Regions from separate parts of the Mus musculus genome. Here region 2 is linked to region 1. Evidence: chromatin contacts called from public ChIA-PET data. All regions are on one chromosome and are shown on one strand. The core of a region is the stretch at or near the end of the contact, and the rest is flanking DNA. Distances in the headings are between cores, read along the strand shown.

Region 1 (2,700 bases), core at 196-2,695:
TCCATGAAGCATGAGCTGGGGTGAAGGAGGGGAAATGGGAAGAAGAGCTTGGGGAGGGAAGGCAGGAACAGATAGCTCCAGGAACCAAAGTGCAGAGAGAGGCATTAAGGCTCAGTCAAGAATGAAGTGACAGCAGTGGGTTCCCTTCCAAGCTGATCTTGTGGCGGCGTCTTCTTTATTTGGATTCCCTCCTTCCCAGGTGGTTTTAAGCCAGGTGTGTCAAACTGACGGAAAACTAGCTAGCACAAACCAAGATAATAGTAAAGCAATTTGTCAATTTGCATTTGGAAGCTACTTCTGACACCTCCCTCCACTCACTACACAGCTTCCAGGCAACATCAAGAAATCCAAGCAAATTCCCAATCAGACTAGGCATTAAGTCACAGTGACAAAATCTAAACACAGGCCTAACAACCCCTACCTCATAACTAATATTTCTACCTTCTAAAAATGTATACCTTAGCTAAGCATCCTCTTGGCACGCACGCCACAGCAAAAGTAAGCCTTTTTTTAAAGTCTGCTGTAAAGTAAACCTTAACTGTTCTTCCATGTCTCTCAGCCTGTATTGTTTTTCCCCTTATTTTAAGACAGCGTCTTACAATAAAACTCAAGTGCCTGCAGGAAGCGAAGAAACAGAGGCGTTTATTTTACTGAGCTTAGATGGGTCCACTCTAGTATCCCCTCACCACTACGCCACTAGACCCCAGAGAACCAACCTATCTTCTAGTATTTCTGTACTTTCTGAAGTCCCAGCTTGCACTCAAAACCCACCCTCCACCCTGGGGCACCAGGAGCAACTTCATATGCTTTCCTCCAGGCTACAAGTACTTACCTTGGCTACCTCCCAAGGGTCTTTGGGCCAGAGGCCTGGCTTGCAATTTCCCCAGTGCACGTCTCCATTTCTGTTGATGTGATGCCTCAAGATCTCGTGTTTCCACTCTGCGCATACCTGACACTGAGGCTGAAACTACAGAGGGCAGAGGTGAGGAGGGACTGGGGTGGGCGGGGCAGCAAAACAGGAACACCCCGGAAGTAGGAAGCAGTCCCGCCCCGGGAAGGAAAAAGACTGCAAGCATACGGAATAGGGGGACAAGCTGTGGAGACGCGCCCGAGTTCGGGGTCAGCAGCTCACCTGGCGAGCGCGCGGGCTGCACCGGGAACCGCCGCGGCAGGTAGCATGGGGTCCAAGGCCAGGGACTGCAGCCAGCAGTCCACGGTGAAAGGAGAGCACTTCACGGTCTATGAAACCTTGCAGGCAGCTGCGCAGCAGCAGCAGGCAGTGTCCTGCTTTCACCCAGTTTTTGTACTCGGCGCAATTGAGGCGGGCTGCCAGCTCCGACACCACCATGTCTTACTCCTGAAGGCGGGGCCGGCGGTAAGCACGCGCAGCACCCTGGGATGCTCCCACGCAGCGCAGGCGTAGCCCAACCCCCAAAACGTCCAGACGTTTAGCGTCACTGTGCGGTGTACACTTCAGAGGCTAGAGGCTGGCCACTGTTTCCGCTCCAGGAAGTGGCAGCTCCACCCCCGCTTAAAGGAACCGCTTTGGTTTGTGGACATGGAACATTTAGACTAATCCTTTTAAAGCTTTAATTTTTATTCCTGAATACCCTGCCAACCCTCTAACCAACCTGATCCCCTCCTGATGTGCTGACCTTTTTATTGTAAAGAGGAATGCTCAAGGTGTGTTTCTCGAATGACATGTTCCTTGCATTGTGCAATTCTACAAAATTAACTCATCCCTAAACCCACTGAACAGCAAATTCGGGGTATCAATAACATGCTTACCCTCACCTGAAGCAGGGGGCCTATTGTATTGTGTGCCATGCTCCCCAGTACATATGTTAAAGTGACACTAGGACCAGAAACTCCTTAACTAGAGTACCTGGCAGGAAGAAGCAAAAGGGATAATGTACTTCCTGGATTTGGACAGCTCAGAAAAGGGTTATTTCAGCTGCACAGGGAAGCCATATGCTACACAGACCAGAATGCATTAGATTGTCAACATCAAGTGAGAAAACATGTTTTAGATGCTTTGAGTGAGGTTTTTTGACCTTGGCAAACATATTGAAGTGGTATGGAATCAAAAGAGTCGGAAGGAACACTGTAAACAGAGAAGCCTTGCACAGGCAATGGTAAGGACCACTAGCTCTGGGCTCAAACTCTCAATTTTTTGTGTTTTGATCTTGGCTGATCCTAATTTTAATATTATTAAGACGTTATTTCCTTCTTTGTAACTCGGTTTATCATCTGTAAGAGGAGGTTATTAATACTTACCTCACAGTGTGGTGAGGAGCATTTATACAGATGGGAACACTTACAATGATGCCTGGCACACATTAAGCTTTGAGTAAATGCTAACTTATTTTATATTGACGCAAATATGCTCTTTCATCCACTGTTTACATTATTGGACATTTTATCAAACCACTGGCCAGTTGGAAGTGGGGACAATTTATAAAAAATAGAGACCAGATGTGATGATCTGAAGACTCAAAGTACAGTCAGTGTAGGCAGGCTCTGTAATACTTTAATAAAGTATATACCAATTTTGTCTTACTAACCTCAACATTAGACCCATTCAAAGCAAATGATGGGAAATACCCTATTCCCATCAAATCAAATCAAATCAAATCAAATCAAAAATTCCAAAAAAAACCCACCTCTGAATGAAGTCTACATTAGGACTTTCCTTTTTCT
Region 2 (2,700 bases), core at 116-2,615, 610 kb after region 1:
TTACAAACTGGAAAAGTAGAAGAGTTTGTACAGTAAACTATGTGATGAGAAGTAATTGTTTGAATTCTGGCAGCAGAAGGCCCCTGGTGGGGGGGTTGGGTTTGGGGTTGAGGTGGGGGGGGTGCTGAGTCCTGTGTTTTATTTGTGAAACTGAGGGTCAGAAAGGAGTATCTTTTAGGTAACTTGTGTGCTGCCATTGCCTAAAAGCTGAGGGCTCAATATATTCTTTTGGTTTTGTTGTTTAAGGGTATGTGTTTTTGAAGCTGAGTCTTGGGGGGTGGTCCGCCTAGAAGCGGGGTCCACCAGAATCGGCCCGTTTGATGACAGACCCCTTTTTCCTCCATATTCTGTCTAGTGGAGAGAGAGGCCTGAGGCAAGTTATCTCGGTCAGGGAGACACAGGTTGTGTCCAGTCACACATTCTCGCCTCCCTGGGGTCCCTTACTGTGCCAACAGCCACAGGCTGGTGCCAGGAATGCCACGCGGAAGGACACAGGGGCCTACAATAAGTGACTCTTTCACAAACGAGAGAGGCTCCGGGTCCCGGGAGGGTCCTGGATTGCCGGCTCTAGATTCGCGTGAGATAGTTTTATTGTTCCTTCAGAGTGGGGCTGTGGGAGTGATGCTATCTATAGGCAACGGCGATCTGAAGCCTACAGCAACCCGCACATCCCCTACAGTCCCTGCTCAGATGGACTCGGGTCACCATGCAGCCTTCCACCTTTCTGCTTCTCATTTCTAGTTCCCTTCCCCCTTTCTCCTCCCCGCCCTCCCGCAGTTTTCCCGTCCCTCCCTCCCATTCCCAGCACTAGTCAAGCGAGTTTCCCTTCTTCACAAGATGGCCACCTTGCTGGACACCCACGGTCACGTGATCCCACTGCCCTCCACGCAGAGCCAGGGCTCATTAGTTAGGCCAGACAAAGCCCACTGCATCATCTCCACGCCCGGGGACGGAGAGGAAGGGACGAGTGCTAGAAAGAAGGACGAAAACTGGGTACACAGGGGAGGAGCAGCCAATCAACCTAGTTTAAAGCTTAGGGCCTTAAGGCTAGAGGACGGTCAGCAATCATTTCTCGCGAGATCTCGAGAAAACAGTAAGATTAGGGGACCGGTGGAGACCAGGGGATAGCAAACCCAGGAGAACCAGAACCACATATACCCAAGGCTTCTTTATGAGCCGACGAGGACGCGGGTAACTGGACTGATTAGGAAATCTCACGGGACTCAGCCGAGCAACGCACCGTAAGCAGGCAGAGCTCCTAACGGCAGTGGCCGGCCGCCCGGGAGAGGAGGGCACACGTCTTACGTGCTGACGTAGCAGTCCTCCGAGTCGGTATATAAGGTCGGTGGCCGCGCGGTGCGCTTCAAAGCCGCAGTTCTCCCGTGAGAGGGCCTTTGCGGTAGAGGCAGCCTTTGCTCAGCAGCGGAAGACTCCGATTTCTCGGTACTCTTCAGGGATGAGTCATGTGGCAGTGGAAAATGCGCTCGGGCTGGACCAGCAGGTGAGCCTGAGCCGCGGGGGTCGCTGCATCACTTTGCCCCCTGCCCTAGCCTGCCTTGTGGCGCAGCTCTTTAAGTTCTGCTTTTTGCCTTCCCGTCTCCCTGGACGGCTCGGGCCGGCGGGTGGCCAGTGGCTAGGGGCTCTGGAGGGACTGGATGCTTGCGGGGGGAGTGCTAGAGCCGGTGATTCCTCCGGCTCGGCTCGGTGCGCGGTATTGTCCCTGGCCCGAGCACAATGGCGGCTTTTGTGTCTGTGCGCAGGCGAGCGGAGGGGGAGGGGGCGCGCGCATTCGGGCGCACGCGCGTCCCCTGGTTGATTAGTGACCCGCAGGTGGGGATCGGGGCGGTCGGGGGGGGGAGATTGCCCCGCGTGGCGTGGCGGGGCCCGGGTGGATGGTTTTGGCCCCGGATTTCCGGGGCTTTGGGCTTCCATGGCCCCAGTGGCTGTGGTTTGGAAATTAGGGAGCTGGCGGCGGCGCGCGGGCTGGCCGAGTGGCCCCGCGGCGCTGGAATGTGGGAGGGGGCGCCGCGGGAGGGGGGCTGGCCTCTGCGCGGGCTAATGGCGGCGGCCTCCTTTGTGTGGCGCAGGCCGGCGGTGCTGCGCGGTCGCCCCCCCACCCCCATCCCCATCCCCCCGGGTCTGCCCGCCAGCGGGTTCGCCTGCAAGCCAGCTGGGTTGCTTCGGCCCCGCCGGCCCGGTGCGTCGCGGCAGGGGAGGCCGCGGTTCCCGAGTGGAAAGTTTTGTGACGCAGAAATTTCAGGGCGGATTGGGCGGGGGGAGGAGGGGGAGGGAGGCCAGGGCCGCTGCGTGCGCACTTGCGCCGGGCTTGGCGGTGACGCGAGCCACCCGGCGCGGCCCTTGCTCAGCCTTAGGCTCCAGGAAACGACCGCGCGGCCCGAGCCGGGCACGCCCGCCCTTTACCTGGGCGCAAGGGAGGACCACGCGCCTTGCGAGTGATGGCCCACTCTGGGATCCTCTAGAGGCAAAATGCCCAGAATATGGCAACAGATAACTTGTTGCTGCCATCGAAGTAAAATTGGGAGATTGGTCAGGCCTGGTTTCTGATTACTTAATCGAGACTCCATTTCTAGATTTAGAGGCCAAGGAGATGAGGGTCTGGTGCCTTCTGCCTGACCTATGACCTGCTACAGTAAATCTTCCATGTTGTGACACATTGTAACTTAAGGGACACTGGTAACA

What was found. ChIA-PET counts read pairs in DNA pulled down with a chosen protein or histone mark.
Region 2: an RNA polymerase II ChIA-PET map of memory CD8 T cells shows a contact between it and region 1, with 40 read pairs. The contact joins the promoter of Ddx3x here to the promoter of 1810030O07Rik in region 1. A contact is called at or near these places in 10 of 39 promoter capture datasets (the 3T3-L1 cell line, 3T3-L1-derived adipocytes, the C10 cell line and 6 more), 3 of 484 Hi-C or Micro-C datasets (CD8 T cells and embryonic stem cells) and 3 of 115 datasets of contacts at active chromatin or transcription factors (cardiomyocytes, memory CD8 T cells and microglia).

Annotation. Positions count from the first base shown.
Region 1 is chrX:12,672,194-12,674,893 of GRCm38.p6, forward strand. It overlaps 1810030O07Rik (RIKEN cDNA 1810030O07 gene), which reads right to left and starts at 1,446. Exons shown (of 7, transcript NM_175141.6): 1 at 1,133-1,446; 2 at 833-967. The coding sequence starts at 1,348.
Region 2 is chrX:13,279,657-13,282,356 of GRCm38.p6, forward strand. Ddx3x (DEAD box helicase 3, X-linked) reads left to right here and starts at 1,366. Exons shown (of 17, transcript NM_010028.3): 1 at 1,366-1,501. The coding sequence starts at 1,457.